Regions from separate parts of the Mus musculus genome. Here all the other regions are linked to region 1. The links are chromatin contacts, called in public promoter capture Hi-C and targeted proximity ligation maps. All regions are on one chromosome and are shown on one strand. The core of a region is the stretch at or near the end of the contact, and the rest is flanking DNA. Distances in the headings are between cores, read along the strand shown. Region 1 holds the start of Men1 (multiple endocrine neoplasia 1). Region 2 holds the start of Fosl1 (fos-like antigen 1). Region 3 holds the start of Stip1 (stress-induced phosphoprotein 1). Region 4 holds the start of Sart1 (squamous cell carcinoma antigen recognized by T cells 1). Region 5 holds the start of Ovol1 (ovo like zinc finger 1). Region 6 holds the start of Efemp2 (epidermal growth factor-containing fibulin-like extracellular matrix protein 2). Region 7 holds the start of Bad (BCL2-associated agonist of cell death).

What was found. Promoter capture Hi-C pulls out the DNA fragments that hold promoters and counts their contacts. Capture Hi-C pulls out chosen DNA fragments and counts their contacts.
Region 2: a targeted proximity ligation map of pancreatic cancer cells shows a contact between it and region 1. A contact is called at or near these places in 3 of 39 promoter capture datasets (embryonic stem cells and liver), 2 of 130 datasets of targeted methods (large pre-B cells and pancreatic cancer cells) and 1 of 9 other capture datasets (adipose tissue).
Region 3: a promoter capture Hi-C map of pre-B cells shows a contact between it and region 1, with 2.3 times the contacts expected there. A contact is called at or near these places in 2 of 39 promoter capture datasets (pre-B cells and second pharyngeal arch cranial neural crest) and 4 of 130 datasets of targeted methods (bone marrow-derived macrophages, large pre-B cells, pancreatic cancer cells and 1 more).
Region 4: a promoter capture Hi-C map of pre-B cells shows a contact between it and region 1, with 4 times the contacts expected there. A contact is called at or near these places in 3 of 39 promoter capture datasets (liver, neutrophils and pre-B cells), 5 of 130 datasets of targeted methods (acute myeloid leukemia, astrocytes, double positive thymocytes and 2 more) and 1 of 9 other capture datasets (liver).
Region 5: a promoter capture Hi-C map of liver shows a contact between it and region 1, with 2.1 times the contacts expected there. A contact is called at or near these places in 2 of 130 datasets of targeted methods (kidney and pancreatic cancer cells) and 1 of 9 other capture datasets (liver).
Region 6: a contact with region 1 is called in a promoter capture Hi-C map of pre-B cells, with 3 times the contacts expected there. A contact is called at or near these places in 10 of 39 promoter capture datasets (the C10 cell line, the SN4741 cell line, embryonic stem cells and 5 more), 4 of 130 datasets of targeted methods (astrocytes, bone marrow-derived macrophages, large pre-B cells and 1 more) and 1 of 9 other capture datasets (adipose tissue).
Region 7: a targeted proximity ligation map of pancreatic cancer cells shows a contact between it and region 1. A contact is called at or near these places in 5 of 39 promoter capture datasets (cranial neural crest, embryonic stem cells, hippocampal neurons and 1 more), 8 of 130 datasets of targeted methods (astrocytes, bone marrow-derived macrophages, embryonic forebrain and 5 more) and 2 of 9 other capture datasets (liver and pancreatic islet).

The regions. Positions count from the first base shown.
Region 1 is chr19:6,333,626-6,336,325 of GRCm38.p6, reverse strand. It overlaps Men1 (multiple endocrine neoplasia 1), which reads right to left and starts at 1,313. Exons shown (of 10, transcript NM_001168489.1): 1 at 1,244-1,313; 2 at 421-881. The coding sequence starts at 865.
Region 2 is chr19:5,446,401-5,449,100 of GRCm38.p6, reverse strand. It overlaps Fosl1 (fos-like antigen 1), which reads right to left and starts at 1,403. Exons shown (of 4, transcript NM_010235.2): 1 at 1,046-1,403. The coding sequence starts at 1,150.
Region 3 is chr19:7,038,680-7,041,379 of GRCm38.p6, reverse strand. Stip1 (stress-induced phosphoprotein 1) reads left to right here and starts at 1,354. Exons shown (of 14, transcript NM_016737.2): 1 at 1,354-1,500. The coding sequence starts at 1,492.
Region 4 is chr19:5,387,280-5,389,979 of GRCm38.p6, reverse strand. Sart1 (squamous cell carcinoma antigen recognized by T cells 1) reads left to right here and starts at 1,277. Exons shown (of 20, transcript NM_016882.3): 1 at 1,277-1,665. The coding sequence starts at 1,353. It overlaps D330050I16Rik (RIKEN cDNA D330050I16 gene), which reads right to left and starts at 1,644. Exons shown (of 1, transcript NR_033224.1): 1 at 1-1,644.
Region 5 is chr19:5,559,227-5,561,926 of GRCm38.p6, reverse strand. It overlaps Ovol1 (ovo like zinc finger 1), which reads left to right and starts at 1,352. Exons shown (of 4, transcript NM_019935.3): 1 at 1,352-1,726. The coding sequence starts at 1,627. It also overlaps a transcript of Ap5b1 not described here.
Region 6 is chr19:5,473,350-5,476,049 of GRCm38.p6, reverse strand. It overlaps Efemp2 (epidermal growth factor-containing fibulin-like extracellular matrix protein 2), which reads right to left and starts at 1,360. Exons shown (of 11, transcript NM_021474.3): 1 at 1,276-1,360; 2 at 872-989; 3 at 594-642. The coding sequence starts at 982.
Region 7 is chr19:6,941,173-6,943,872 of GRCm38.p6, reverse strand. Bad (BCL2-associated agonist of cell death) reads right to left here and starts at 1,311. Exons shown (of 4, transcript NM_001285453.1): 1 at 1,249-1,311; 2 at 827-1,006. The coding sequence starts at 998. Gpr137 (G protein-coupled receptor 137) reads left to right here and starts at 2,680. Exons shown (of 7, transcript NM_207220.3): 1 at 2,680-2,700.

The DNA of each region.
Region 1 (2,700 bases), core at 64-2,563:
GAGAGCTGAAGCACTTTGTCCTTAGTCAAGCCCGTGCTTCCTTTCAAAATATTTTCAAAGGTATAATCTTAATTGTCTCAAATGTACCCACCCATTTGTCCTACCTCCCCAGTCTGCTACCACCTTCTTTCCCCATATGTTGGGCTGCCAGATCCCTCTGGCTATTCAATGGCAGGGCTGGGACTGTTGAAAGACTGGGGAGTAAAAGCTGGCACCAAATGACCAGGTTCCAGTCTCAGCCCTGTCATTCTGACATTCCCCTCTTCAGAATTCTCTTTCCACAACTGCGAAGGAGAAATAATACCTGCCCCACCACACAAGGTTTACAAGTCTCAAAAGGGCTATAAGCCATATTGTTCAGACATGAGAAGAGGTAAGACAACACTCATTTGCTCTCCTGACCACCTGTCTGACTCCAACCTGTGATGAAGCTGAAGAGGGACTGGATGTGGGCCCGGTCCTTGAAGTAGGAGCGGCTGAGGCTGTTCCATATGACATCCGAGACCTTTTTTACCAGTTCGCGACTAGAAACACCTCCCTCTCGAGGATAGAGGGAGAGGTCCACAGCGCCGCGGATCTGAGCGGTGAATCGGGCATAGAGGGCAGCAATGATGGATAGGTCGGCCACCGGGAAGTAGGTGAGGCCACCAGGAGGGTCGGGTGCGGGGCTGGGCTGGAAGGTGAGCTCCGGCACGTTGGTGGGGATGACACGGTTGACAGCCAGGAAATGCTCCACGAAGCCCAGGACCAAGGACAGGAGCACCAGGTCAGGCTCCTCTCGGCCCAGCTCTGCAGCAAACAGGCGCACCACGTCGTCGATAGAGCGCAGAGGGAACAGCGTCTTCTGGGCGGCCTTCAGCCCCATGGCGGCGGGCGGTGGCCTGCGGGCGAGCCGAGGGAGGGAGGGTCGGGCTCGGCGAGAGAGCCCCCTCCCAGGCTCGGCTAAGGCTCTACCCTCCGCCACAATTCTGCTTCGCCAGCCGCTTCGTCCTGTGCTCACGGGCGGCGGCTCGGTTTCTGAGACCCTTCAACCAAGGCTATATAGGGCCTTCTAGTTCCTTACAATTCCGGGACCCCCAGCCCCGATGAGGCTGCTCCCAAAGACCTATTGGGGACCCTCAAAGGCCGCCCCTCCAGTCCCTACAATCTCTACCCGGCCCTCTGGAGCCTGTCCAGAAGGCAAACCCAAACCAGCCTCCCACAAGTCCCAAGGAGAGTCCCGGCTTCGGTCCCCCGCGCCCACCTCCGCGCTTACATCCCACACAAGGCACCGCGGCGCCCGCCGCCTGAAGCCTGCTGGGAAATGAAGTCCCGCGCCTCCTATGGCCGCACTGCCTGCTGGGAAATGGGGAGTCCTTGCTCACCCGGCCCTCTCTAAATCTGAAAATGACAGCCAAACCCGCAATGGCTTATGGAAGAAGTAGTCCTGCTGCTCCAGGGCGGGTAAGCTGAGCTCCTCAACGATTGGTCATCTAGGATCACGCCAGAAGAAGTTCCTCCGTGACTTCTGGGAGATTGTAGTCCTAGGATTAAACTCAGGCGCAGTAGCGCCCCTGCAGTGTGTATTATGGCCAGTTTAAGATGTGAGGGAAACTGTTGCTCTAAAACACTACAAGGAGGCTGGAGACCTGGTTCAGCTGTTCAGAGCACTTGTTGCTTTTGCAAAGGACCTGGGATCAAGTTTAGGTCCCCACACCCACATTGTGGCTCACCATCTGTAACTCCACTTCCAGAGGACCCATGCTTTTCTCTGACCTCCACCAAGCTTGACTTGGTGCACACACATAAAAAGGCAGACGAAACATCCACACCTAAAAAGAATGCAAGGCTGAACACAGTACGGCGGAGGCAGAAGGATTTTGGTGAGCTCAAGGCAAGACTGGTCTATGATCCAATACCAGTCCTTGAAATTAGAGGCAAGGAACTCAGGGTGGACTTCAGAGATGACTCAGAGTTAAGAGCCCTGGCGGCTCTGGCTCAGGACCCTGCGTTCCCAGTATGTACATGTTTGCTCACAACTGGGTCTTTAGCCCCACTTTAGGAGGTCCAATGTTCTCTGCTGTCCTCTGCAGGCTCCAAGCAGGCACCTTATGCACACACATAGGTAAAATAAAATTAAGGAAAGAAAAGAAAAAAAAAATCAGGAAGTTCAAGGTCAGTTTTACCTTAGACAGGATCTTGCTTTTTAGTTCAGACTGGCCACAGACTCACAATATTCCTGCCTCAGCCTCCACCATGCTGGGATTATAGATGTTCACCACCAGTCCACATGGCACCACCCCTCCCACAAGGCTTCATGACCTCATCTTAATTCACGAAGTCTGTAATGACCCTGTTTCCAAAACGAAGTCTTTTTGTCTGAGACCAAGACCTCAATAGATGAAGCTGAGGAGATGATGTAGCAGCTGAGAGCCTTTTGTTGTACCAGTAGGAGGACCTGAGTTCAAATACCCAGAATTCACTTATACGTTTGGAATCCTAGCATTATAGGGCATGGATGGGGAATGGGGTCAGTGTGGGGGTTAAAGGGAGGAGGGTCTTGGGACTTCCTGCCTAACGACCTAGCTGCAGGTTCAGAGAGAGAGCCTGTGTAAAGGGAAGAAGACAGAGAGAGTCATAAAGAAGGATATGTGATCTTTCTGTTTTCCACATCTGAGCAGCTCCTTACACAGGTGTAAAGACACCACACACATATACAAG
Region 2 (2,700 bases), core at 154-2,653, 890 kb after region 1:
TCTGGGAGAGAAAACTGGGTTCAAGCTCTGTGAGCTAAGGATGTGGGGCCCCTCCAGTCCAGGAAGCACCTCACATGCTTAGGCAAGTCTGGACAGCTATGTCCCCAGCCCAATACTGGGGGACCCAGCATCTCAGTGACCCCCGTTCTGGGCTAGAAGCACTGCCAGGGGCATCTCTCGCTCCCAGGTCGTCGGTCCTTAGGGGCCGTTTGGGGCCAGGAAGGGAGGGGCACCCAGGGTGACTCAGCCTCAGTGACTCGGCCCGCTGTGACTCGGCGAAACGGACGCAGCTCCTTCCCTCCCCTGGCGACACGTGCTCGCGGCCCCTCGACAGGAAATGGACACCTGCAACCTCTCAAGTGCCCCTATCCAGCAGTGAGAGACGTCGGGTGCCGAGAATGTGGAGCGCGAGTGTGGCCGGGCAGGTGACCCCGCGCACATCCCAACACTTCGTGGTCTCCAGGAACCCCTCGGAACCACTGCCTGGGGCCCATGGGCTCTATACTGCGCACAAAGAGATGAGGACTTGACCGGATAAAGGGACACGGACAACCAGAGCAACACACGGACAGCCTCGGACAGGCTGCTAAGAATTCTCTGTCCCGGCTGAGTTCTGATGGACCCCGTCTCTATGTGCCCAGACCCCAGGTCCCAGTTATTAACTGGAGATGGAGAACACCTCTGATCCTGTCCAGGCAGGGATGGGGCAGGTATTTAGAGGGACAGCGTATTAGGGGCAGATAGGAGGAAATGTAAGACCGTAACGGAGACGGAGGGGCAGAAAGACAGTCAGCTAGGGAGATACGGGCGAGCGAGAAGGGGAATTCGCAGATATTCGCGCTTCCCGCTGCGCTCGTCCCCTTGGCCACCGGGTACATAGGTTCCCCGACCACACAGAACGTGCAGGATCCTCGGTCGCGACCACCAGAGTCAGATGCTGCTCGGGGCCCCAGTCCAAATCCCGGAGCAAACTAGACTAATCCCAGCATCCCTGATGCTGTCCAAACTCAGGTCCCCCCCCCCCCGACGATTCGGCCAGTCTCACCTGCTGCTGGGCGGTCTGTGCCTGAGCTTGCGGGGGCTGCGCGGGGCGACCGTACGGGCTGCCAGCCCCGGAGCTCGGTCCCGGTTCCCCGTAGTCTCGGTACATGCCCTGGGCTGGATGTTCGGTAGGGTCCGCGTTGGCGGCTGCGGTTCTGACTCACTCGCGCCTCTCGGAGTCTGGTCTTTTTTATGAATGAAAAGTTCTTGGGCTGAACCACTTGCACCACGGGGGGTGGGGGCGTGTCTCAGCGGCGCCTTTCACCTCGCAGGGGACCCACCTCTCCAGATGAACCTCTGTGGACCGGTCCGCTCGGAACTTCACGACCCTCTGCTCGGGTGGCAAGCCGCCTCTACAGACAGAAAGCGACCGACTTGGCGTCCCCTAGCATCCGCGGCGGCCACGCCCCCCTCTGACGCAGCTGCCCATACATGGTGCAATTTCCTTGCCGCGCCCAGGTGCACCGAGGATTCCCCCTGACGCACCTTGCCGAAGTTGGGGCTTGCAACTGCGCCCCGCCCCGTTCAGACTAGCCAAGGTTCCCAACACAGGGCGAAACAAAATCCTGTGGCCGCCTGGCCTCGCGCCAAGACTTAGAAAGAAGAACGGGGAGAGTGTCTGAAAGCTGGGAAGTGAATTATAAATATGGGTTATTATTATCATCATCATTATTTACCTGGAGAGAATCATTCCAACTGTCACCCAAGTCTGCAGTCCTGACTTAAGACCGCTCCTCTCAAGTGGGGTGAGAAGTTTCTTTAGTTGAGTTTGCTTTGCTTGTGGTTTGTGGAGGGAGGTTGGTTGAGACAGGGTCTCAGGTATCTAGTTGAGGCTGCCCTTGAACTCCTGATCCTTCCGTCACCTCTCAAGTGTTGGACTGTGCCACCATCACACCTGGCTTTTGTAGATAGGGTCTCTTGTTGTGCAGGTTGGCCTTGAACTCCTTATGTAGCTTAGAATAACCTGCTTTCACTTCTCAAGTGGAGGGCAGACATTACAAATGTGCCCCTCCACACCCAGTTTCAACTGTTGTCAAGGTTTTTGATAGACTGAAAGGTTATTGACAAACCAGGGTTATGAAATGTTGTTATATTTGAATACTACGTGAAGTGGCATTTAGTGTACCCACAGATAGAAGGCGCTACATGTTTGAGACCGTCTCTGGAGCTATCACAAGCTTTAATCCAGGCCTCTACAGGCAGAGAGCGCCTACAGAAGGACATAGGTGTCCTGAGACACAGTCAGTAAGGCTTCTTGACTGAAGGTCTGACTGGAGGCACTCCTCCAGTACTATGTGTGTCACCAGCCCACTTTGGAAGTATGTGAAAGGCCTTGATACGGGTGAGGTCCTGACCAGGTGTGCTGAGGAGGTAAATGCCATCATAACCCCCACTTCTCAGATGGGAAAAACTGAGGCTGACAGGTATTGAAATGAGTTGCTCAAGGCCACTGAGTAAGTGGCTGAGTCTGGTGACCAAGTCAGGCCATGAGCTTCAAGCCTTTACATTGTACGTACACGAAGAATGGCAGACTGGGAGAGCATGGGTCCCAAAACTCTTTCTCTGATTTCTTCCATCTCAATGGAGACTGAAGAAACTTGTCCTCAGGGAAGCAGAGGCCTGGGCTGTCTTCATTGGGAACAAAGGCTGGGGTTCTGC
Region 3 (2,700 bases), core at 105-2,604, 710 kb before region 1:
CCCCCATCCCAGTGCGGGATTAAAGGTCCACTCCATCATGCCTGGCTTAATCATGCACTTTGTATACATGCCTTTTGTAATTAAAAAAAAAAAAAAAAAAAAAAAACAACCAAAAAACCTAACCTTTGTATTTTCTTTTTGTCAAACAGAAGGTTGGAGGCTCATGGGTAGAGGGCTTGTGTAGCACAGACAAGACCTTTGTTTCTATCTCCAGTCACCCAAAAAGTACTCTTGCCACATTTGGCTCACACCTGTAATTTCAGCACTCTGCCTCTTCCCTCTCCCTCTCTCTTGAGACAGGGTCTCACTATATAGTTCTGGTATGGATAGCTCTGGCTGTCCTGGACCTCACTATGTAGATCAGGCTAGCTTAAGAGATACACCTGCCTCTGCTTCCTGCGTGCTGTATGCCACCACCGCTCATTTCCTCCGATCTTAAGTGAGGCAGGAGAAAGAACTAGGTAGGCATAAGTGAACAGATAAGGGGTAACCGGATGGAGAGGGTATGCATTGGTGCTACTGGCACAGACATGGCACCGCACAGCCCACGTTCCTTATACAAATCCTGTCCAGACCCCTGATCATCAGTCTCTGTCGTTCCATAAGCTACACGCTAAGCCTGCAACCCAAGTAGCATTTCTGCTGGCAGGCCATGGTGACCAAAGCTTGCAGCTGAGTTCAGAGAGTAAGGGCCAAGCAGCCGGTCCGCCAGGACACTGCCGGAAAAGCGGAGGCCTGTCGTGGCCCGCAGCATTTTGGGAACATTCAACGCAGGCCCGTCATAGCCCGCAATATTTTGGGTACATTCCGGGCCTAATAGTCAGGATGCGAGGAAGCGCGGGCCAACAGTCTCAGACTCAGGGAAAACAGCTTGTAACGCTGTAGTTAAAGCCTAGGCGACACCGGGCCAGATGCTCGACTCCCCACGAACCACCAGCCAGCCGAGCACCCCCTTACAGGGCAGCGGCATAAACCAATCAGCGCCAGGAATGGCCAAATTTTTTTTTTTCCCCACCCATCCACCCAATTGAATGTTTCCTCTGAAAGGCGGTTCCGTCTAGGAGTCCTTCAGCCCAATGAGAGTTGTGGAAATTTCCAGAAAGAACAGGACCAATGGGTGCGGCCAGGCCAGCTACAATTGACGGACTAACCAACCAATCCGTGTCGTCAAGACCCGCTCCTCCCTCAGTTAGCCTAGCCCTGAAATAGGCGGGACTTGCCGCGGAGTGTCCAATCCGGAGGTGCAGAGGAGGCAGGGCTGAAGAGAAGACCCGTAAAAAACCAATGAAAGAGAAGTCACGATGATTGACTGAACTTTAAGCCTATAAAAGGGGCGAGCAGAGCCTCCTGGACGTGTTCAACCAGTGAGCAGGCGAGGAAGGGGCGGTAACCTGGGGGTCCCGGCAGCTTCTAGTAGGTTCCAGAAGGCGGCGCGTGCGGTTGGGAACGCGGAGCGGACGAATTCGATTCAACGGGGTTCCGGGCCAGGCTATGGAGCAGGTGAAGGGGGAGGGGCGGCCGGGGCCCCGGGGCAGCGCAGGCCTGTTGGCGGGGAGAAGCGAGTGGTTGGGGGGCCGGGTCGGGCGGCCGAGGCGCGGGCGTGAGAGCCGCGGTCGGGCGTGTGAGGGGAGAATGGCGAGCGCCCGTCGCCCCCGCGACCCGCCGAGTGGAGCGGGAACAGGCCTGGCCGCGGCCGGGCCCCGAAGCTTCTGGGGGCCGGGCCTCCTCAGCGCGGAGAGGCCCCTGTCGGCCGCTGCGAACTTGGAGGGATCCGGTGACCGATCACCCCAGCAGCCTTCGGGGTACACGGCATCTGTGTGCGCCCGGGAAAAGGACCCGCGCGACTGCAGAGAAGGCGGGCGCGGACAGTGTCACCAGGGCTCCCTGAGGCATACATATGTCGCCCCTCCCCCCACTTTTCGTAGTGACTGTGGGGTGACTGAGTATCCGACCCTTGGAAATTCCGTTCCCGATTACACAGGATTTAGTGGTTTTAGACAGTTGTGAGCCGATAGTGAGGAGCTAGAAGTCCCTGTCTCTACCGCTCAGCATCTGATCTGGGGCACAGAGGGAAACCTGCCGTCCTTACCTTGGTGATTTAGCTCAGGCTACAGTGGCCTGCATCTGAGGCCTGGAGAGGTTTTGTTACCTTGGAAGCTGTCATTGAACCGTTGTGATTCATCCAAACACACACATACAAAAAGAGCACAGCTTACTACTACTTTTACTGTGATGTATAAAGTAAAACCTTTTGTTCTGGAATAGTCACTGTGAGGGACCGTGGGGCCTCTCACCTTGTTAATAAGACTAAATGGAGAGGTTAATCAACTTTCTGTACCCTTGGAGTAATTAAACTGTAACTGCAGTACGGACAAGAGAGACGCTTTTTTGGTATGAGTAACACCTTGCTCTGTTACAACAAAAAGAGGTTGTTTTTCATTATCATTCATTCATTCATTGTGTGGCACTAGGGATCAAACACAGGGCCTGAATTTAGAGCTATGGTCTACCCCGTCCATCCTCCCCACCCTCCTCAGTGGGGAAAAATCCTGCCAGCCATTATACAAGTGTGCAAGTGTTCCTGTGGACTGCAAACTTACAGTAAGATGACAAATTTGAGCGTTGGGCTTAGAGATGGCTCAGTTGGTTCAGCGTTTGATGTCTAAGGATGAAGGCCTGGGTTCCGATTGCCTTTACCCA
Region 4 (2,700 bases), core at 28-2,527, 950 kb after region 1:
AGGTTGAGCTGTTTCCCCCACGCCCTGGAAACCCAGGCTACACCTCATTCTCAACAAGCCGTCTCTCTACTGAGGCGTGGGGCACCGGAAAGGAATCCGCTGAGACTTTGCCATGCTTTCCCCAACATGCCAGGGGACCTAGAAATCTTAGTGAACAGGACCCTGCCTCTGAAGGCGCTCAGTCTCGGGGTGGACCTTCAAAGGTGCCCATCCCCCACACCAAACCACACCAGCGAGGTGCTACACCGGAAGTCCAGAGAGGAGCAACGACTATCAGATGGGAGTGTGTGAACCCTTAACTTAAACCCTTAACCCTTTACTCAACCCAAAACAAAGCAACCAAACTAAACAAACAATCAAACAAACAGAAACCCAGGAAAAGTCGAGAAAAGCATGTAATCCCAGCCTGGGCTACATAGTTAACAGGCTAGACAGAACGGGAAAAACAAAAAAAGGAGGGAAAGCATATACATGCACAAATGTGCCGAATTTGCACTCAAGCCTGGAGTGGCCATGCACACGAGAGGCTGACAGAGGGACTGTGGTGGGTTTGAAGACAGCCAGGGGTAAGTAACAAGTACTAGACCTACCTTTACAAAAAAAGAAAACTAGAAACAAACCATCACTCAGTATCACCAGGTTTATAGGCACAAATTCAAAGAGCACTCCAAAGCCTAGTTAAAAAGGTCCAATCCAGCTGGGCGGTGGTGGCGCACGCCTTTAATCCCAGCACCTGGGAGGCAGAGGCAGGCGGATTTCTGAGTTCGAGGCCAGCCTGGTCTACAGAGTGAGTTCCAGGACAGAGAAAACCCCTGTCTAAAAAATAATAATAAAACGGTCCAATCCATCAGTCTAGGGGACATAGGATGACGGTAGCGTTCGCTAAAAGAAAGAGTATTTTCCAACTCTGGATGGAGCCCCGGCACTAGGGAGCTTGCTTGGACAGTCACTGGAGAGGGGGCTGCCCACAGAGAGACTTGAGGCACAGAGCACCACGAAGCGATCAGAGTGGAAGGGGAAGGAGGCAGGGGAAACTTCTAGCTCCGGAGATGATGACCCAGTACCATGCTAAAGTTCTTACGGCTCTACGACTACCATCTTAGATGGCGCGAGAGGGTGGACGGCGCAGTCTCTACAGGTGCGCGTGCGCAGAGACCAGTAGCTGGCAGGCGGGACCGCGCACCCTCAATCAGTCCCTCCCGTGAGCCTTTGGAGGTTCCCAGGCAGGCCCCGGAAACAGCCCCTCTTAGTTTCCGGCAACAGGAACGGGGCGGTCGCGCGACCCGGAAGCGTTCCCATTTCGCGTCGTCTGGGCTAGGGTAGCGGCCCGGCTCCAGGCGGACGCAATAATCATGGGGTCGTCAAAGAAGCACCGTGGCGAGAAGGAGGCGGCCGGGACGACGGCTGCGGCCGGGACTGGGGGCACGACCGAGCAGCCGCCACGGCATCGCGAGCATAAGAAACACAAGCACCGGAGCAGCGGCGGCGGCAGCAGCGGCGGCGAACGACGGAAGCGGAGCCGGGAGCGTGGGAGTGAGCGCGGGAGCGGGCGGCGTGGGGCGGAAGCCGAGGCCCGCAGCGGCGCGCACGGTCGCGAACGAAGCCAAGCGGAGCCCTCGGAGCGGCGCGTGAAGCGGGAGAAACGCGATGACGGCTACGAGGCCGGTGAGGGCGGGGCCCGGGGGCGGGGCAGGGTCTTGGGATGCCCAGGACGGAGGGTACGGGAGGACCTCGAGGGCCATCTGCCTCTCGGGTTAAAGACGTCCTCCGGGTGTTTGGGGTTAAACGTTGACGTCTCCACGTTAAGCTTTAAGAAGACAGGAGTCTTCCTGCCTTCCCTGTCTTCCTGGCACTTCACAGCAATGCATTGGGTGGGTGAATGAGGTGGGACGAGCGTGTACAGACAATCGACCAATAGCTCATAGCGGAGACATGAAGCAGTAAGATAGGCTTGGGTCTGAACCAGCGCTGTAAGCCCTGTTGAGAAGTTTGGGCTTTGTTATGAGGATGGTAGGGAGCCAAGGATTTGAGTAAGCAAGTGACTTGAATTGCATGATATTTTATGAAGATCAGTGGGTTGAGAGCTTGTCAAACGTAGGACCAGAGATCAAGAGATCGGGAGGGAGGTCCAAGCAACCAGGTGAGGGCTAATAGTATGCATGTTTCTCTATGCAGCGGGCCGGAGAGAAGTGGACAGATTGAATAGGAATTCGGTCTGATTGGCCTGGTGAATGGAGGTGTCATCTGTTGGAACTGAGTTTAGAAGAGAAGCAGATTTGAGGCAGGGGAGAATGACACAGTTTTGGGAGAACTTTATGTTTGGTGTATATGGGAAACCTTACAGTTTAAGTGAGATAGAGTGACTTTGGGCTGGTGTGTATTCAGGAAACCAAAGAAGTGCCTTAGAACATGTGGAATGAGAACGAGAGTCAGGCATAGAACCTGCTAAATTCCAGTAGTTCAGTTGTGGGCAGAGGAACATGTTGAGGAGCATAAATAGTAGCCAGTGGCAGGAACCCACAGTCTGCCCATAGGATCTATGCAAAGAGAGCATTGCTGAAGTGTGATCCACCACAGGACATTAATCTTTTAAACAAAGGATTGTTTTTATGTTAATGCATTTGAGTATTTTACCCTCATGTGCCCGTGCCAGCAGAGGTCAGAAGAAGGCATCGGATCCCCTGGAACTGAATTAGATGG
Region 5 (2,700 bases), core at 103-2,602, 770 kb after region 1:
TTGTTTTGCTTGAGACAGGATTTCACTATGAAACATAGATTGGTTTCTAACTCAGTTTCCCTACCTCAGCTTCCCACAAGCTGGGATCACAAGCATGAACCGTATCCACCTGTGACTCCTGACTTTTGAACTGTGTGAATTAATTTATCAGACTAATTTCCTCACAGTCTGTTCCGGCAAACATTTAACACTATGTGAGACAGGTGTACTGAAGTCTGGAGTCTAAAAATGTTAGCAGCCTTTAACTGCAGGTTCCATCCCTGCCTTTAATAGGTCAGCCAGTAAAAGCAACCCAGCACGGCCAAAGTGTCATAGTGTGGCTCACACGAAGGCCACGGAACACTCTCAGTTCAATGGGGGTGGGGCATAGCTCCAACTAGGCCTGCTGAAGAGTACAGCAGGGTGGAGGGGGAGCTGCTTGCTGATCTCCCACCCAGGGAGGACACTGGTTGCAACAGGCAAGAGGACTGTGTCAGATCTCACTCAGCTGGAGTCATTATCCCAGAGCCTCTTCCAGGTTTTCAGAATCTGAAATCCGGCTGTTTATGACCAGGAGAGTTTGGGCGAATACACCCGCCCATATGCCAAGGTGCTGGCCTGGGTTAGGTTGGACTCAGGGCAGTTTAATCGCCCTCGAAACCAGAAGGCAGGCTCCAGCTTTGGATTCACAGGCGCATCCGAGCCTCCCGGTCCACGCGCACCTCTCGTCTCGCGTGCCTTTCCGCAGGAACCCGGTGCCCAGCAAATACCTCTCCGCTGAACCAAGAATTGCTCACCCTGGCCTTGGGGATCCCTGGCCGCTGGGTTCGGGCCCGGACCGCCGGTTCCCGCTCCGCGGCTTTGTGCCTCTCCCGGCGCCCCGGGCGCGCCAGGCTGGGCCCGGACCTGTTGGGCCAGTTTTATGTCATCGCCCACAGAGCGTGCGAGCGCCGGTGCAAATAACGTTGCCCTCCCCTCCCTTTCCGTGCCCGCTCCCTCCGAAACTCTAGTTTGCAAACGTGAGCACGCTGGGCAGGGGAGGTCCGGGGCGGGCCGGGTGCTTCTGGGTGTGGGGACCGGAGCACGCCCCCTAACCCTGCCCCCGTCGTGCCACCCCGCCCGGGCCGCGAGGCCACCTCACCCGCAGCGGAATGGAAACCGGTTCGACAGGTAACAAATAGGTGGGTTGTCACCGTTATTTCCCAACGCATGCGCCATCGCTCTCTCGGCCACTCCAAGCTAATTAGATCAGATCAACACCCCTACCCCACCCCCGCCCGAGCCACCAACACACACCGCCGCGAGCCAATAAAGCGTGAACCCGTCCGTCCAGCTCGCACTTGAAGACTTCGCGAGCAGCCGCGGGGACGCCAGTCGAGCTAAAGGACGCTGGCTTAGCGCTTCTGCGATCCCGGTGCACCTGGCTGCACCCTCTCTGTGGACACCGGCGACCTTCGGCGTAGTTGGAAACGCCACGCGTGGTCCCTGGTACACTCTGTCCTAAGAACGTGGACACGCCTCGGCGACTCTTTCCTTGAACTGTCCCTATTCCCGCGCCTCAACCCCGATCCGGTGGAAGAAAAGGTGGGACGACCACACGAACTCGACTTACCAGAGCGAACCGCGCCGGGCCAGGAGGAACTGAAGATGCCTCGCGCGTTCCTGGTGAAGAAGCCATGCGTCTCCACGTGCAAGAGGAACTGGAGCGAGCTCCCGGACGAAGAGCGCGGCGAGATCTACGTGCCAGGTGAGGCGCCTCGGGCTCCCGGCGCCGGGAGGGCGGGGCGCACGGACCAGCGGTCGGCGCCGGTCAGTCGAGCGTGGGGACGCAGATTCTCGTCGCGATTCGACCCCCGGCGCTGAAGGAGCGTGGGTGGGGGAAGGGGACTCCAAACCGAGGCTTTGCCGCTCTCAGGCCCGGGATCTCCTGCCCGCGCCGCGCTACAGGGGACGCAGTGGGGTGTGTCACCGCTCAGGCGACCTCCGGCTCTCGTGTCGTAAATCCAGAAAACCCGGGCTTTCATGAGGCAGGAGAGGAGCACTGGAGCGATGCCACTTTGGAGGGGAGGGCCAGGGAATGGAAAGGAGCAGAGCTGGAGTTTCCGCTGAAACTTGGGCTACATTGTAAGAGAAAACTTGGCCCCATAACTTTGGTGGTATTGAAATGAGGGTCCAGATTCAGGACCACCGAATTTCCCTGGACTCCTGCCTGACGGTCCAGGAGCTGCTGGGAAATAAACCCAATGTACCTTGCTTGCCTTTGAGACAGTCCCACCTCGGTTCAGCTCGTGGAGGACACTAAGCAAAAGATGGTTCTTAGAGCCGTAAGGTACTCCAGGAAGCCAGTGTACCTAGTTTATTTAGGGAGGACGCCTTGACAGCCTGCACGTCAACTTAGAATTGAGTTGCTAGAATTGTCTCTTCTTCCAGCTGCATCTTCCTCTGAGACCCTAGAAAACTTCTGCCCCCTCTCTCCCAATACAAAACTCCCCTCCCCTATCTTGGGGGGTGGGGCAGGAGCCTACTGCCCTGCGCCTCCAAGGGGGGAGGGGGAGGCGGTAATTAACCAACCGACTTTGACCCTTGATCTGCAGGTTCCCTGGCTCCACCCAGGCTTTTAAGAAAGCAGGGGAAATGAGGGTGGTGAGTGAGGGGCCCTGTGCGGGTTCTTGCCTCAATTTCCCTCTTGGAAAGCTGTCTTGGGCGTAATGGTGTTTTGTG
Region 6 (2,700 bases), core at 111-2,610, 860 kb after region 1:
GCTGGGCACAGCCAGTCACCTGGGCTGGCCCTGGAGGTAGTGGGAGGCAGATGCCCAACTTGGCCTTCTCTAAGCTGAGCAACAGAGCAAGACTTTCTCTCTGCTAGGCAAACTAAGGCTGCTGACCCAGAAGCCCTGCCAGGGATTGGCAGGACTGGGAGTGGGGCCCCCTGTTTCACACTGGTATCTCCATTCTCCTGCCTCCTCAAATCCCTGCCTCTACCTTTGCCCAAGAGAAATTTTGCGGGCCTGCCGACCCACGGGGCATGCACGGCTCTCCCAGGCTGCATTGGGATAAAGAGCTGGGCTAGGCAGGTACAGTGCAGTCCAGGGAAGGTGTGCGTATTTCCTTCTCTCTGGGCAATAGCCAGGTGCTCCCTTCCCTCCTGCAGGATAGAGGCCGTTTGTCCAGCTTCTTGAAGGGGCAGGGCTCCTAACTGAGTGGCACAAGGGAAGCATGGCTGGCTACCAAGCTGGACAGGGAAAAGGGCCATCAAGTTCCTGCAGCAGCTCTGGGAGGTAAGGTATCCCTGGGAAACAACAACCCCCTTCCCAGTTCCTGAAGATGGCTAGTACCCCAGACAGAGACTCACCCCGGCAGTGCTGGCTGTCTGCATCCCACTCATAGCCATCTGTGCATTCCTGGAAGGGAACCCGATGTGGCCAGTGACCACCCTGGCTGTCTCCACCAACTAGCCAGGCCAAGACCAGGGCCAGAGTTCAGAGTCATGCTCGGGTCAGCTCCACACAATGGCCTCCAGCTTTCCACCAACCAAGCCGGGGAGAATCTTGCCCAGAAGCAGCCTCCCCAGGATCCTGATCTCACTGTCCTTCCCATCCCATCCCAAGCTGGTGACCCCACGGTCCCCACCGTGTAGCTGTCCGGCTCCTCGGGATCCTGTGGGGACGCTGCTCCCAAGAGCAACAGCAGAAACGCCCAGAGCAGCAAAGACCCGGGGAGGCAGGAGGCAAAAGGGAGCATCCTGAGGCTGGGAGGTGGTGGGCAGAAGTCAGGGGTTTCTGCCACAGCACCCCCCATTCCCTCTATCTGGAAGGGGAGCCTGGGTCCCAGCTGTCTCGTCTCAGGACTGTGCTGAGGCTGGAACCTTCCAGGGCTGGGGACAGAATCCTTTCGCAGGCCTATGGCCCAGGCCCGCAATCCCGGACCGCCCCGCCCCCGCCCCGCGAGTCGTGAAGCGCAGGCCTCCCCGCTCCGCGCAGCACCGACTCGGCCGCCAAACGGCCCGCGCCCTCCCTCCGCTGGAGGCCACTCACGCGTCGACTCCAGCAGTGCCTGCGGGCGGGCGGACGGACGGACGGACCGCGCAGCTCACTGGACGCGCGGCCCCAGGAAGCGCCCCCCGCCCGCCCGCCGGCCGCGGCCCACCCCGGCGCCTCCGCCCGCCCTTCGGCGGATTCCTGAGCCCGCGCCAGGGGGAGGGACCCCGACCCCCCGGCTTCTCCGCCCCGGCCGGCCACAGGCCCCCACCCGGTCCCCCGCGGCGCTGCCTGGAGTCGCCTGCGGACGCCCAGCCAGAGTTTCCCAAAGTTTGGATCCTTAGGCCACTGACCTTGATGCTTGGCCCCCAAACTCACCTAAGGACCCCGGGCCTTCACTCAAAATGTTATTCTGCCCACCTAGACCCTATCTAACCTGTGCCTCCGGAATCCCATGCTGTGCATTCGCACCTCCGTGTAACCCGATTCTGCGCCTCCCAGAACCTACTAGGCATTTAATCCTCAGAGCTTCAAATTCTACTCCTTTCAGAATTTTATCCAGTGTTAAACCATCATCACTTAGATGATCCTAAAACTTCATCCAAGGTTTCCAGACCCTCGTCCAACTTAATTAATTGTCCAAATTAATTGTCCAATTCCCTCTGCATCCACATCCACGGCCTCCAGGTGGTCTCTTTACTTGGGGTACTGCTTCCCCAAGCCGTGCCAGCGCAAAACTACAGTAGTATGGGGGAGAGGGCAGCAGTATTCTTGGCTCGAAATGAATGGAAGCCCCTGGGAAGGCGGGCAAGCTTGAACTTGGGCGCGGAGGACACTAGGGCCCAGTGCCAGCCCTTTCCCGAGCCTCTTCCCATCCAAGTCCCCCACCCAGTTTCCGCCTCCGCCCCCAGCGGAGATCATGCCTTGGAGGCGGAGTCTGGGTGCCTCCAGCGCCCAGGAAGGGGTGAATGGGCGGGACTTCGCGTTGCCCACGTCTCAAGGCGGGCCTAGACGGGAAAGGGTTGCGTGTCCAGGGTTCCCGTGCCTGGCCCAGACCGCTAGCGGCAATAACCAGGTCTTCCTTAACTTTCCCTTACCCAACCTCTTTCCATCTTGTTTGTTTGTTTGTTTTTGTTTTGTCATTTTGAGACAGGGTCTCACATTGTGTAACTCTGACTGTTCTGGAACTCACTAAGTAGATGAGGCCTCGAACTCACAAAGATCCGCCTGTTTCTGCCTCCTAGGCTCTGGGATGAAAGGTGTACACTACCATGCTCCGCTCTGCCTTGACGTTTAAAAAAAAAAATCTGCTTCATTTCATTTAACTGTCTGAGTGGTAATGTATGTGGTATATTCGTGTGTACCTATTCACCTTATGTTTTAAGACAGGGTTTGTCGCTGGAAATTACTAATTTAGCTAGATTGCGTGGCCAGAGTGCCAGAGTGGTCTGCCAGTCTTCACCTCCCTGGCCCTCTAAGGGT
Region 7 (2,700 bases), core at 62-2,561, 610 kb before region 1:
GAAAGAACCTACTGAGCTGGGCGGCGGTGGTGCACGCCTTTGATCCCAGCACTTGGGAGGCAGAGACATGAGGATTTCTGAGTTCAAGGCCAGCCTGGTAGTAAATGCTCTGAACCACTGAGCCATTTTTCCAGTCCCCTCCCCCATCCCTTCTTTTAACCTTCAGCTTTCTTCTTCCTTTTTTATTAGTTTTTATTATTATTATTTATTTATTGGTTTTTCTGTAGGAGTGAGTTCCAAGATAGCCAGAGCTACACAGAGAAACCCTGTCTTGAAAAACCAAAAAATAATCATTTTAAAAAAAGAAAGAAAGAAAGAAAGAAAGAAAGAACGAACGAACGAACGGACCTACTGGCCACTTCTTGGGCTGGAGAGATGGCTCAGTGGTTAAGAGCACTGACTCCTCTTCCAGAGGTACTGAGTTCAATTCCCAGCAACCACATGGTGGCTCACAACCATCTGTAATGGGATCTGATGCCCTCTTCTGAAGACAGCTACAGTGTACTCACATACAATAAATAAATGAATAAATAAATAAATAAAGAGAAAAGTCACTTCTTTGGGGCTCTGCTTACCTCCCACTGATCTTGGGGACATAATAAGGGGGTCTGTTTTCAGCATTCAGTGAGTCAGCTTAATCATTAAGGGCATACCATACATCTCTGTGAATTAGCCCAGTGATGGTTTGTAGAAGAAGCAATCTGATGAAAGGAGCTATCTGGGGCTTCCCAAGAATCTTTAGGAAGTATGGCTGCAACAGCAACGTAAGGGGCACCTGAGAGTCAGGGGGCATGGGACAGGCAGATAATGGTAGTGAGGAACCTACCTCCATGATGACTGTTGGTGGCTGCCCGTCCCTGCTGATGAATGTTGCTCCCCAGGAGACCTGGGGCCAGGTAGGGACCTGGCTGGTCCTCAGTGAGGCTAGGGCCCAGGCCCCTATCTGTAGCACTAGCGTCTTCCTGCTCACTCGGCTCAAACTCTGGGATCTGGAACATACTCTGGGCTGTAGAGACAAGGTAAGAAGTACTCACTACACAGCTAGGCAAACAGTGTTTATGAGAAGCAGAGGAGAGGTACTCCTGTCTCCCTCTCCCACCACGGTAGCTCAACTCCCCAAATCTTCCCAATCCCTCATTTGTCTGCTCAGTCTGCCTGGCTGTCGCCCGAATATTAAATCTCTCTTCAGAGCTCTGTCCAGACACTAGTGCGCTCCCCCTGCCCGTTAGGACCGGGAATAGGTCTCACCCCAAGCCCGATCTCGAGGCCCCTGACCCGGGCCTGCCTCCTCCCTCCAGTTCTAAGGGCGCCCGGCCCTAGTTTCCTGGGCGACGAGAACTGTCACAGATCTGACCCAATCAGTTTTCGAAGTAAATCCCGGGTCGGCCTGGAGGCGGGGCCACCCCAAGCCAGGTCCCACCCCTGCGCCGACCTGCTGGTCTCCACCGCCTTCCTCCCGCGTCGCTCCCCAGGCTCCGGATTCCGGGATCGGACTTCCTCAAGCCTAGGGCGTGTGCAGGAGCCAGCGAGGGCTGCTTTGGGGTTCCCATTTGGATCCTGGAGGCCTGCTTCGGCTGATAAGTCCTCCAGCCCTTCTGGGCCCGAATTCCCTCCTGTAAAATGGGGTTAATGACACCTCCCTGGGGAGCTGGTGAAAACTCTGTAAACAGCTTAGTGATTACTTATAGAGCCGTTCACTGAAGCTCGGCCGTCGGATGCAATGGTCGTTGCGATGGTTATTGCTCCCCCTGGACCGAGTGACCGGGATGGGAAGACCAGCTCCTTCTTCCCGATCGTGGAGGCCTTGCACTGCCCGTCTTGGGGACAACCCCCCGCGCCATTTCGGGAGCTCCTTTACGGCAGGATGGCCGCCCGGGTGCGGAAGAAGGGACGGGGCGCCCAGGAAGGCGAGCCGTGGGGCTCCAGGGGCCTCTGCTGCCAGGATAGGTGTGCGTACGCTGCCCCGGGCCGGAGCGCGGGGCCTGCAGACAGAAGCTAGGGGGCGGGGTCCGGGTACCATCTTGGTTGTGGGCGGAAGTTTCCTTCAGTGACCCTGTGCGGGGAAGTCGTTGCCGCCCCCCATATGGGCACGCCGAACGCGATGTGGATTTGGGAATCTAAGCGTGGGAAATGGTAGTCCCCAAACATTAAGAGCTGGCGGTCCATGGCACTGGTAGCCCAGGTGCTTGCTGCGTGCGGCCTGCTCTACTCTCGGCCGCCCGCCGCCATCCGTAACCCGGGACACCCGCCGGCAGCGCACCTTGCGGCGATTCTCGAAGAGATGCACGCCGGGCGCGGCGCATGGCTTCGGAGTCCCTGCCGGTCGCTACGCAGTTTACGTAGCGAACGGACGTCCGCGCAGGCGCAGGAGTGGGGCGGAGCAGAGGGAGCCGGGGAGCTGGAGCCCGGTGTCCCGGCGACCGGATCCCGCTTACCCCGCAGCGGCCTGAGACCTGACATCGACTTCCTCTTATTCACCGGGGCTGAGGGTGGACGCGGTGGGGGAACACGTCTGGAATCTTGAGGACAGAGGAAGAAGCCTCCCAATCCGGATTATTGGAGGGGAAAGAGGAACCAAGCTTGGGGAGGGGGAGAGCGGGGCGTTGGGCGCCCCCGCAGCGGCCGCTGTCCTAAGCTGACGGGCATCGGCCGGCTCTCCCCCTCCTGCCAGCCGGACACGAGCAACCAAGGCCAGGGACT